Linked DNA regions of Zea mays: region 1 is linked to region 2. A link is a contact called in public Hi-C data. All regions are on one chromosome and are shown on one strand. The core of a region is the stretch at or near the end of the contact, and the rest is flanking DNA. Distances in the headings are between cores, read along the strand shown.

Evidence for each region. A called contact is a pair of places that touch in the nucleus more often than the background predicts.
Region 1: a Hi-C map of ear shows a contact between it and region 2, with 4 times the contacts expected there. The contact joins the promoter of LOC100273005 here to the promoter of LOC103643686 in region 2. A contact is called at or near these places in 6 of 25 Hi-C or Micro-C datasets (bundle sheath, ear, endosperm and 3 more).

What each region holds. Positions count from the first base shown.
Region 1 is chr1:256,450,617-256,456,749 of Zm-B73-REFERENCE-NAM-5.0, forward strand. It overlaps LOC100273005 (expp1 protein), which reads left to right and starts at 4,105. Exons shown (of 3, transcript NM_001147455.1): 1 at 4,105-4,492; 2 at 6,008-6,115. The coding sequence starts at 4,175.
Region 2 is chr1:256,243,460-256,250,420 of Zm-B73-REFERENCE-NAM-5.0, forward strand. LOC103643686 reads left to right here and starts at 4,367. Exons shown (of 2, transcript XM_008666868.3): 1 at 4,367-4,878; 2 at 4,976-5,466. The coding sequence starts at 4,383. The coding sequence ends at 5,184. It overlaps LOC103645459 (E3 ubiquitin-protein ligase EL5), which reads right to left and starts at 4,787. Exons shown (of 1, transcript XM_008668510.3): 1 at 3,129-4,787. The coding sequence starts at 3,758. The coding sequence ends at 3,303. It overlaps LOC100191411 (chaperone DNA J2), which reads right to left. Exons shown (of 6, transcript NM_001136845.1): 2 at 6,938-6,961; 3 at 6,702-6,846; 4 at 6,340-6,616; 5 at 6,052-6,250; 6 at 5,472-5,969. The coding sequence ends at 5,644.

The DNA of each region.
Region 1 (6,133 bases), core at 2,855-5,354, 210 kb after region 2:
GTTCTGCATAACTTTCTCTCATTGTTTCAGGCATAGAAGGAATGTTAGACTGCAGTGCTACTTTTGCTTCCACTGTGATCAGATGGACAAACGTGTAGTTTCATCTCTGCCTTCTAGTCTAGAACCTCCTCGAGGAACAACCGAACAACTCAACAACATATCCTCTTCTTGTCTCCATTTTTTTTAAGCCGTTCTCTCTCTTTTCCTGGGAAGAGGGTGCTGCAGGGTCCTTTTGTATAAAGTCTGTGTCAGGAGAAAAGCCGCTGAACAGAACAAAGCAACATTGTAAACTAGCGTAAAATGGCCAAAGTTGGGGGCCTAATATTATTAGATTTTTTATGCCAGTGCCTGGACTTGTTAGGTCACCGGTTTCACTGCTATTCTCTTGTGTCATGCCGGCTGCCGCTGCCCCACTGCCAACATTATACTAGTGCATGCTCTTATTGGTCCACTCCTGAGTTGTACTATTGATTGTCATGTCTTGTCTGGGATTAAAACAAGAAAGGGATATGGCATGTTTTTCTGGTTGTGATGTTATATTGGTCAGGGCTATTGTCAATAGACTGCACCCGGAAAACATGTAAAATTTCTGTCGCAGATCGATTGGATGCATGTATGCCCTGTCGGACACAGATTCTCGGTCGACATCTCGTAGCATTAGCACTACCACCTTGCAGATTTTGTTAGATTGCTTGTAAAAATGTGAGGAAACATGTGGTGGATGGATTAAGAGCAGAGGGGAGGAAGGCGGCGTGTCAGGAACACAAGATATGGTTCTGGTTGCTCTTTGTTTTTTTTTTAAAAAAAAAATCTGATGATTCTGTTCCCTCAGAACGGTTGATGTTAACATCTAGTCTGGTTAACAGTAATTTTCTCATTAAATAATCGAAAAGGTCTATAACAGAACATTCGCTGCTGTCATTTTATTTTTATGCCGCAATTATCAGCAAGAATAAGATGCCTCGCAGAACGTAGATCAATCTTTGCCGAAAGTTTCAGTCTGATCAGTTGAGCACTGAGATCCCTAGGCCTTCTCTATTGTACTGTGCCTTATCTGATCAGCTACATTCTTCAGCATTTCAACGTTGCCATTTCGTAATTTTATAATTAAGAGTGGCACAAGAAGGAAATATGTCTATATCTACCTCGTGAAGCACGAAGTGCCTGCATGGTCTGCCACCGGTGGTTTTCGTCCAATGCCGCTTCGTTAGGCTATGGCCAGAGATCGTGTACATGGTGTAGATATAGAGCGAAGTTTGAAATGTGAAATGAACTGTTACCGTCTGTTTGGTTGGGAGTGCGCAGGCGTGCACCCGCACGGTCCGTATCTGCGTTATGCGGATCATCAAAACAAGTGTTATTTGATTGGCTTTCCGTCACCTAAAAGCTGCATGGACGGAAAACGAGAGGCGCGGCCAGGCTCCACGGGGACGCAGCCAAAAGGCATCTCCGTGTGTGCAGGCGCTGCCACAAAACAAGAATACTTTTAAAGTTGTTTTTCTAGATAAAACCTTATGCACAGATCTTGTCTATATATAAGGAGCATGATTTATAATATACGGTTCAGGCTACCACCGTGCAGCAACCAAACATATGGTTAGAGATGGTTTAGAAGGGACTAAACTAAACCGTTAGAGTAATATAATCTTACTAAATCACTGACAAAAGATATATATATATATATATATAATTGTTTAAAGTAGTATTATATTAAAACAACAATAAACGATAAAAACATAAAATACAAATACATAATATGATTATACTAGGTACATTTTAAATTTTAGGTGTTTTGGAGTGGGAGGCTTGAGCCCCACCCATCTCACCACCAGAACCGTCTTTGTCCTGTCCCAATAACATCTGAGAGCATCTCCAACAATTTCTTAAAATGTGGTCCCAATTATTTTTTTGGACAAAAAGTAAAATCCAACATCCAACGGACTCTCATCCGTTCTTCCAAAAGCTTTGACTGTTAGGCTCCCAATCACTCGTCGTTTTCCCGTTCCCGCGTCTTTTGCCGATTTGGCGCTTCTTCCCATCTCCCCCGCTCTTCTTATCGCGCGCGTAGTACGAACATGAGGCGGCGGCGTCCCCCAGCCAAACAGTCACGACAGAATCTGCAGTTCGGATGAATACTGCCGGTGGCCACCGTGGCCCAGCGCCATCACTGCCCTCCCTGGCGACAGGAACATGGTCGTCATCTCTTCGCTTTCTATTTGAATTGTTTCTCTAATTCTCTCTATCTCTCTCGCTTTTGCTTTGCTTTGCTTCTTTTCCTAGGACTGATGATAGTTAACCGCTTAGAGTGGGAGCTATTAGGGACAAAATCAAATAGTTTTGTGAAAGCGAATAAGCGATGGTGCAGCTGGGGAGAGCAAGGAGCAAGTGACACGGCCGGACCTATGAACAGTGCCACCATCTTAGGACCTGCTTGGAGGGTTTTAGGAAAAATATATGGAGCTGTTAGAGCACTATTTTTTTATTGGATTTAATACTTTTAAGGCGATCCTAATGTCTAATGTTTCGGGAGATATATTATTGGTACTTGTTGGAGTTGCTCTCACCCCGGTGGGAAAGAAACTTCTTTGGCTACTGAATTATTTGTTTTGTATCAGCTTGCTTCCCAAGAGGTGCATAATCAAATATTGGACGAGCCATTTTTAATGCTTTTGTTGAATCGTTGTATCTGTGTGCCTACAAAATTTTCGCTAGTTTTTATGTATTTTGACAATCTTTCTGGTAATTAGAAACAAGCTATGCTTAGACTGTTTGCAATGCTCCTGTGCGAGGGATGAGTTAGCGAGGGTGAGCTTCGCCATGGCTGAGTTATGGACACGAACGTGAGGTTGGCGTGGGTACAAGGATGAACAAATACAATTGAATTTGAATCAACATCAAGCCAGATAGACACGGTTTTATTTTTATAAAACTTGGGTGCAGCAATTAGCAAGCTGTCCTCTAATCAATGCTCGCTTTATCAAGTCATTTTCAATGCTGTGCATGCGTCGGGTCGCTAGAATCTCTGTACTTTCATATCTATCATGTTTGCTCTCAAATTCACAAGCACAAATAGGTGCTCTGTTCACAAGGAGGAGCTTCAATCTGGATGAATTATGTTGTTTTCTGGGGAAATGAATTGTGTTTAGTTGATTTGATTCTTCATCTTTGCCGTATATAATTGTACTAATGGAAACACAAAGCTACAGTACAAGGAAAGAGAGTGGAAGCTGAGGACTAATTTCAGTATTCGTTGGGCGCGTGAGTGGTAATTAATTTGATTCATTTTCTCTGTTGGCGCAATTCGAGAGTTCGTGTTTTGGACGTGTGGGTTGGTGGTGGATTAGCTGAGGATTCACTGTCACCGCTTCCAGTTGTTGTCACAGCCGCTCACCAACTAAAGACAGTGACCAAGGCAACAACTTTCAAGTTTCAGCCACCTTCACCACAAAGTTCCCTTAGCTATTTTTGTACATAACAAATTTAATATTATTTATATTTTTATAAAGCCACAAAGTAAAATATATTTCAGCTTCGCCTACAGTCTTTGATAGTTTTTGGAGGAAGCTGTGGATTTAAACCCTTGAGACAGACAGTCCTGGTTTCTGAGCTGTTTCCTAAAAGCCCAGACCAGAAACCACAGGCTTATCAAACAGCCCAGCCCGTCTTGGCCCGCAAAGACCCAGAAATGGCCCATCGCCCAACCGCAAGTGATGGCCCACCACTCGCTGTCACTGTCACCTACTAGCCACGACCACGAGCTCTCGCCCCTGTTTGTTTTAGCTTTTTGGAGCTTATGGCCACCAAAAGCTGCTGCGGACTGCCAAACACTCAGCTTTTCAGTCAGCTTCTATAAAATTTATTTGGATAAAAACCATTCAAAATCAACGTAAACACATAATCGGTTGAGTCGTTGTAATAGTAGGAATCCGTCACTTTCTAGATCCTGAGTCCTATGAACACTTTTATCTTCCTCCGCATATAATTCTAATGATACTTAGATTCTCTACACAGCCAGATTTTTCCCACAGCCAGATTCTCAGAAAAGCTGGTCAGAAAAAAGCTGAACCAAACAGGCTCCTCCTCTCTTGAGAAACTGCGGTCGTTCTTCACTGGAGCCAGCTTGGTCGGTTCGTTTACCACCAAAGCGCCCCGCAAAATCTCGCCGCCGACCGCCATGGCAGCCGCCGACGAGACGCGTCCGCTGCTCGTTGCTATATCTCTCGCCGTAGCCGCCTGCTGCCTCGCGCAGCTGGCGGTGGGGGACACGAACGGCGTCTACGAGCCGTGCAGTGACGCACGGATCCAGCGCGGGGACGGCTTCACCTTCGGGGTGGTCTTCGCCGGATACAACGCCTTCTTCTCCGGCAACACACAGCTCTCCCCCTGCGACCGCCGCCTCAACCTCGCTGCCTCCGGGCAGCTCGCCGTCTTCCGCCCCAAGGTCGACGAGATCTCCCTCCTCACCATCAACACCACTACCGGATTCAACCCAGTAAGCGATCCTGAGTCCTGACCTGCTTTGAGTTTCTAATTTCTTGTTTGAATAAATAAGTTTGGGGCGGATCCGAATTCCATCTGAGTTTGCATTCTTCGTGCTTGTAGAAGTAGGTCTCGGTTGCCACGCCATAGGTAGGGCTAATTAGCATTTATTTGTTGTTCTAACTGGAAGTAGGGCTGTTTAGCATGATCCTGGTGCTTTCTGTAGAAATTGTTCATCTAACTGATGCTACCTTGGAGTAACAGAGTTTCTGCTCAGTGATTTGATTCAATGCAAGATATTGATCCACAGCTCCAGCAGCAGTGAATGTCCACTAGGATAGAAGGGCTAGTTTTATGTTGTTGGGGGAGCATGCATTGTAAGACTGTTGGATGCCACCTAACACTATCTCCAGCAGCTTACCTATACTCATCTATGTTCAAACTACACTCTACAAACAGTGCAATGTACAACGCAAAATAGTGTAAAACAATGTTTTTGGTGACCATATGGGTGACATGGTCAGCCAAAACACTGTTTTGCACTGTTTGTAGAGTGTAGTTTGAATATGTGTATGGGTATGGGTAAGCTGCTATCTCAATATGCTTACCATCGTCTGCAGAGGCGGACGCAGTACACAGGCACCACAGGCCACGGCCTGGGCTGCCTCGCGCGTCTGTATGGAGCATGTATTTGACTCCAGTTCAAAAAAGGATGCAAAGCTCAGGCTACCGCAGGCCTGCACCGCAGCACTGGCTCACAGCCTAGGCTGCCATAAAATCCTGGGTCCGCCACTGATCGTCTGTAGATTGTGATTTGAGTTTCTTTAAGACCTTTTTGCATAAAATGGCAGGCGCACTACCATTCATTAAGTAGCAGGGAATAATTTATTTTAGGAAGTCCTGTACAATGAGGTCCAAAGCAAGTGATGTATTGTGAAACAACAAATAACCAGAAAAAGTATCGGCTTGGTAAAAGAGATGGCAGGCGCACTACCATTCATTAAGTGATGTATTGTGAAACAACAAATAACAATGTTGCGGTATGAATTAACCTGAACAGGTAAATTGTAGCAACAACTTAATTAGATAAAAGATTTCATGTTCGTGGACGACATGTCATGGGGTATTTTGTAGGGGTTTCTGCCTTCGTAACACTTGTATTAAGTCCTAAGCCCTTGAGCTATAAATTTCCAGGGTTTCCTCCCTTTAGTTATGTTTGATCTTTAAATGCTCCGCTTAACACTATGCCTCAGAATGTTTTTTTTGGTTCTCTATATTGACCTAAAAAAGAAATAAACACTAGGAACTTTACATCTTTATGCATCAAGTTTACTGTCGTGGTGCCATGGTTGTCACGTGTGAGCTCTAAGTATCCTTTGTTTTGCTGTCTGTATTCGTGGTTAAATCCATGGATCCAGTGTTGGCATTGCCAGTATATCGCCAAAGATGCTGTCTGTATTCGTGGTTAAATGCATGCATCCAGTGTTAACACTGTCATTATATCACCAAAGATGCGCATATTTTGTAGGCTTCAGCTGGTGGATTCATGGTAGCATTTGCCGGCAGGAAGTATGCAGCTAGATCTATTCCGATATTTGTATCCAACACCTCAGTCACAGTGTCCAGCTTCACACTGGTACGATTCGAGACAAAC
Region 2 (6,961 bases), core at 3,117-5,616:
TTAAGTCAAAAGAAAAGCATTTGAAACAGGGGGAGAAAATTTAAAATCTTGAAAATGCTTTACAAACTCTTGTTCATTTACCTCTGACTATTTGCAAAAGATCTTTGAAATGGATTTACAAAAAGAATTTGCAAAAACAAAACATGTGGTGCAAGCGTGGTCCAAAATACTAAATAAAATAAAGAAAGAAAGCATCCGTGCATATTTTATGAATATTGGTTTAATTCCAAGTAATCTTTGCACCTATTCTATGCAAACTAGTTCAATTATTCTCTTATATATTTGCTTTGGTTTGTGTTGGCATCAATCACCAAAAAGGGGGAGATTGAAAGGGAAATAGGCTTTAAACCTTTTCCTAAATGATTTTGGTGATTGAATGTCCAACACAAACAATTGGACTAATTAGTTTGCTCTAGATTATATGTTCTACAGGTGCCAAAGATTCAACATAAAACCAATAAAAAGAATAAGACAAGAGTCAAAATAAAGGAGCAAAGGGGCAACCGAAGGCACCCCTGGTCTGGCGCACCGGACTGTCCGGTGTGCCACCGGACAGTGAACAGTACCTGTCCGGTGCACCAGGGGACTCAGACTCAATCTCGCCACCTTCGGGAAAGTCCAGGGCCGGCGCGCTATAATTCACCGGACTGTCCGGTGTACACCGGACAGTGTCCGGTGCTCCAACGGAACGCGGCCTCAGGAACTCGGCAGCCTCGGGATTTCACGAAGTCTGCTCCGCTAAAATTCACCGGACTGTCCGGTGTGCACCGGACTGTCCGGTGTGCCAGCGGAGCAACGGTCATCTGCGCCCAACGGTCGACTCTGACAGTAAACAGTGCAGAACAGTACACGCGGTAGAAGTCAGAGCAGAGGATCAGAGAGGCACCGGACTGTCCGGTGTGCACCGGACTGTCCGGTGCCACATGAGGACAAAAGCCTCCAACGGTCGACCAGCTCCATCCCCAACGGATAGGGTGACGTGGCAGGGGCACCGGACATGTCCGGTGTGCACCGGACTGTCCGGTGCGCCCATCGACCAGCAGCTTCTCCAACGGCTACAAAATTGGATGGTGGCTATAAATACCACCCCAACCGGCCACTTCAAAGCGTGGGAGTCCAAGCAACATTCCAAGTCATCTAGTTGACATACTCAAGCCCTCCCAACCACCTATATTCATTGATCCATCCTATACACAAGATTTAGTCCACTACAACCAACACAAGTGCCACAAAAGAGAGAGCAAGCAATTGAGAGCTACTCAATTGAGTTTAGCCCTAGCGCCTTGTGAGATTCATTGAGAGATAGTGTGTGCTACATCTTTGTGTTCATTTGTGCGTGGAGTTTTCGACTCCCATTCGAACTTCCTCCAAAGTGTTGGAGGCTTGTAAAAGCTAGCAAGAGACACCAAAGATTGTGGTGGTCCTTGTGGGATCAAGAGTGATCCTTGAGAAGAAGAAGAGCTCGCCGATCCTTGTGTGATCGGGAGAGAGAGGGAAAGGGTTGAAAAAGACCCGTCCTTAAGTGGACTCCTCAACGGGGACTAGGCCTTCGAGGGCCGAACCTCGGTAAAACAAATCACCCGTGTCCATTGTGTTTATTGCTTGTGATTTGTTTGCTTTCCCTTGCTCTAAGTTTTCTTGCACCACTATTTGCTAACTTCATTTGGTATTGCTTCAAGGTAAATTTCCATTTAGTGAAGCAACACGTTGCAAGAAAGAACTTGTTCTAGTGCTCTTCTCATCTAAGGGTTCTTGCGTTGTTATTCTATAACTTATTAGTTGTATTGATTTATCTCTCCCGCATTATTTAGCAATACTCCTTTCAAGCAAGAATTTAGTTTCTATTCTCCGATATTTATATATCTTGTTCTAACCACTAATCAAGGGATCTAGTTGGGGGATAAAGTTTTAATTTTCAGGTTCCGCCTATTCACCCCCCCTCTAGGCGACTTTCACCTCAGTTGAGTAGTAGCTGTTGTTCGAGGGACCAAAAGGAAACTTTTGTTTCCGACTCTGTCTTTTTTTCCCCTGCCCCGATCCGATTGTTAAGGTTGATAGAACGCGGAGAGAAGAGAAGAGGACCGCTGCGGTCCGGTCAGTCGTCAGCGGCAATCCGAGTTGCTGTCGTCAGTTGGAGGAGTTTTCATCATGATCTCCTTGCTGGCTCTTTCCAAATATGAGGGCGTTCCTGGTTGCCACTTGCCAACAAGATGCGGGTTAGGTGGAGTTGTTCTCAGAGATCCTGTGTACGTGACCTTGAACCCTGTATCCTATTGCTGGCTGCAGTGCAGCGCGTCGGCCATTGCCATAAGCCCAGAATCCAACAAGGAGCAAAAGAGCCGACACGAGAATTGAGAGACAAAAAAAATAGAGAAGGGGGTGATTTTTCCGCCTCTCAAATAAATGTTTAGTTTATATGGACTAATTATATTTTATTTCGTTTTTCACTAAATTGTTAAATATGCAAACTAAAGCTCTATTTTAGTTTCTGTATTTAAAATTAGGGACTAAAATAGAATAAAATAGATTGACTAAAAATTAGTCACTAGAAATCAAACACATCTTTAGTGGGTTGTTATCTTTCATAACAGTAAAGTGGGTAATATAAATGGAAAATTTAAGGTCATGTTTTTTATATGATTTTTGCCTATTGTCGTCCAAAACATCCATGTCCTTGCACCACATGCGACTATGAGATCTGATGTTTCCTTTTTTAGATGAAAAGTGTCTCCACTTTTATATCTAAAAAGCTTAGGTAAGTGATGCTAAATAGTCAATTGAGTAAGTGATGTTATATTTTTACGTTAATAGATACATGTATATGATATGATGTTGTAAGTTTGACTATAATAAAATAATTTGATCACACACTAATTGTCCTAAGTGCTTGAACGTAGGGGTAAAGTCTTTTAGGATTGCGCAGTAGTAGTACTGCCGATTTTTTTGTTGTCACCAAGTCGATACAGAAGATGAGGGAGGAGGACAGAGAGGAACTTTTGCCTCTGAAATAATGTGCCAAAGAATACTCTATTGGCCTGATTGGATGTCTGTATCCGGACAAGCAGGCTCGGGTGACCCTGTCTGACCTAATACTGTATTTTTCTGCGTACGAGTGGATGCAACTAAATAGCTATGAAATGGCTTATTTTGTATCCGCTCATGCAGGCTGCGTCCCTCTTGTACAGCCAACTAAACATCAGCTCAGAGAGAGTCAACGCATACGGTGGTCCAACATAAGACGGTGCGAGTAACCAAACATACAGTGTAAGATCCCACTGTGTAGCACACACACTACTGTCTCACTAACGCGAGCCCACAGTGGCGCCGCCGGATCGCGCCGGCAACGGCGGGCACTCGGGGCGCGGCAGTGTCGCCCACACCTCGGCCCGGCAGAGCGGGCACGTCCCGCGCGCCCTGAGCCAGGCGTCGACGCCGCACTCCGCGTGGAAGAAGTGGCCGCACGCCGAGACCACCCGCACGAGCTCGCCCGCCCTGCCGCCGGCGAACTCCGACAGGCAGAGCGCGCAGCGCGGGGCCTCCTCGTCCGCGGCCGCGCTCTTCCGGGCGGCCGCCCGCGCCTGCTCGTACGTCATGAGCGTGGCGTCCCCGAGCGCGCGCTCGACGTCGTGCACCGCGGCTGCGCCGCCCGGCGGTCCGCCGCATGCGCCCGCGGACGCCGCGGCGACGATGGCCACGATGAGCGCCGCGAGGGCGGCCGCCGCGGCGACCGCGATCGCGGAGGTGGTGTCGAGGCTCATGCTGGCAGTCGCGGAGGGCGCGTGTTGACTTTCTTGGCAAGCTCGGCGCGTTCTTGTTCTTGTTCTTACTGCTGGTGGTATATATAGTTAGCTCTGCTCGTCTCACCGGGGAGACTGGGAAAGAGTGGAGAGAGCGATGGGTGTTGTTGTTCCAAGAAAGTTACTTCCTCCTTTTTTTTTTCTTGCTGCGCGGCAGTTGTATTAACGTCAAAACCTGGGTAATTCGGAGGGCCTTTCCATCGCCGCGCCTTTTGCTTTTGCTTCTTCACCTCCACACGGCAGTGCCGACCGCAGTGCAGGGCCTTCCCGTTCTCTAGAATGTGTCGCGGCTGCCGGCGTTTTGTGCGGTCGTTGGATGATTCCGCGAAACCTTGAGAAGTCCCATGTCCGGATCCACCGTGTATCTCATGCAGCAGAACCGGCCCTGCCCCCTGGACATGTACGGAGGTCGGCTGGGGGCTGGGGCCTGAGGAAACTGACCAAGACAAAGGGCAAGCTCGACTATTTGAGTGGAGTGGTGGGCCATCCATTGTGCGATGAGTGTTGTATGGACATCTTCCTGGCGACCTTGCGAGTGAAACTGCACCGTACTTCCCTCGAGAAAACGGGGACTGGAATTCAGAAATGGAACCACCTGGCCCTTGGGCACTTTCGCCTGCATCTCCTACGACAACGATGGCCACAGCTTGTGGACTGATTACCGGACAATCATTGTCAGTCACAGGTAGAGGTAGGTCAACATACAGAATAGTTGCAGATATTCAGTGGCACGAATGGTTAGCGCTTAGCAACGGGTGTGTATTGCCAGTAATAACCGCTCCGGAGCAACGTCCCCTTCTCCTTGGTGTCCCAACAAACAGCGGTTTCCTTCTCTTCTCTTCCGTTTCGCGTATTCTATTCTGCCATACCCAACAGCGGTGGGCATCCAGGATGGGGACGCTCGGCGCGGCGGCCATGGCCACGCTCCTAACCGCCGTCGTCCTTCTCACCGTCCACGTGCCGCTGGCCACGGTGGCGACAGACCACGTCGTCGGGGGCTCGATGTGGTCCATCCCGCTGCGCGACGACCTGTACATGGCCTGGTCGAACAACAGGACGTTCTACGCCGGCGACAACCTCGGTGAGCGTTCTCTTGCATTGGCTGCCGTCTGCCGAGTCGATGATGCTTACGATACAACAGCACTCTCTAGTGATGCCGCCACCGGCTCCCCGTTCAGTTTTCAGGTTCCAGATTGGGTTCTACGACGTGGTGCAGGTGTCCAGGAGGGAGTACGAGGACTGCACCACCGACGACCCCTACAACAACTTCCGCGTCCCGCCCGCCGTCGTCCCGCTCGACTATAAAGGCGTGCGCTACTACGTCTGCAGCGTCGGCAACTACTGCAAACTTGGCCTCAAGTTCCATGTCACGATCCAACAAGGCTAGACTGCTCACCGTTATGTTACGCTCCACAAATGACTATTGTTTCTTAGCAGCACCTTTATAACCTGTAAAGGACAAATTATCAGGCATCATCAATCAGGCCATTCCAAGCTTGTTGATTAGCAAACTACAGGCGTTACATGAAAATAAATGTACCAACGATGTCATTCAGACAGCAATGCAACAGACATTGCACCCAAATGTGCGTTATACCGTAGCATTCCAGACATTCAAGTCCCCCTATATATCGAAACCATCACTCTAGCAAATCCCACAAACAGAAGTTAAAAGGTACCCAGCTATGCCTGGGTAGCATTTTTTATGTTGCAGCAAAAAAGGATACATTCCCCGCTTGCGAGGTCGATTCAGCTTCCTATTTCCCAGCTCGGCGACAGCAAAACCAGAGATCACTCCCATGCTTTAAGGGCACCACCCCTCCCAATTGCCTTGATGATAGTCTGCTTACTGTTGCGCGCACTGCACTCTCTGGGCTCCGCCCGGCATCTCGTCGTCCTCCTCGTACGCCTCCTGGGCAGCGTGAGCTTGCTTCCTGCGCATCTCTTCCTCGATGTTGTTCACATCATGCATAGTCGTCTCCTCGCATTCATCTATCTCCATGTCTGTCAGCTTGGATGAAGGCCTTGGTGGAAGTACTGTCTCGAGAGCCTTGCACTGCTCTGGTGCCAACGAGTCAGGGAACTCCACCGTGAAATGGATGTACAGCTTCCCCTTCATGAAAGGCCTCTGGTAAATTGGCATCCCCTCATCATTAATCGCCTTGAATTGGTCTGCTCAAATTTAGCAGACAAGGATTACAAATACAGTTGCAGAAGTGAGAATTGAGATCTATAAGAAAAAAAGGGGGCTTACCAGGTTTAACAACTTCACCAGGGTCTGATTTGATGAGAAGCTGCCTGTTGTCCAGATGTGTAAGAACAAATTGGAACCCACATAGTGCTTCGGTCAGAGACAAGGTGTGCTCATAGAAGAGATCTTCACCCTTTCTTTTGAATTTGGAGTGATCCTTCTGCTGGAGGACGAATACAATGTCTCCAGTGACAGTATCAGGCTGCGAGTAACATAACACATCAGAATAATTTTCAAATCATAAAAAAGTAACCTCTACATCTTATCACACCGATGCTTAAACAAGCATACCGCTTCATCAGCTTCACCAGGGAAGGTGATCTTCTGGTTGTGTTGCATCCCCTTCTCAACATGAACCTCAAGAACCTTCTTCTCTTGAATGACCTTCTCACCCTTGCACCCTGGACAGCGGTCCTTCTCATTGATGCTCTCTCCAGTCCCCTTGCACTCATTGCAAGGCTGCTGCATCTGCTGTATCATGGAAGGGCCCAGCTGACGAATAGTGACTTTCATGCCTGAGCCCTGGCAACCAGGGCACCTCATTGAGGCACCAGACTTCGAGCCCTTGCTGAAAAAAAGACAAAAGAACGCTCAACCAAAGTTATTTTAAAATAAAATGATTCGATTAACTGGTAAGGGCAAACAAAACTAACCCCTTGCACTTGGAGCAGATGACATTGCGCGAAAGAGAGAGCTTCTTTGAGGTGCCATTGTAAAGATCTTCCAGAGAAACTTTAAGTGGGTGAACTACATCTTCTCCCCTCCTTTGCCTTCTTCCCCTGCTGCTTCCACCACCTCCTGCAAATAAAACAAATAAAAGCCAGTCATTATCACATTTGATAAAGGAGCGTACCAAAAAAACAGTCACAAATGAATATGGGTACAATACCTCCAAAAGAGGGTCCAAAAAATG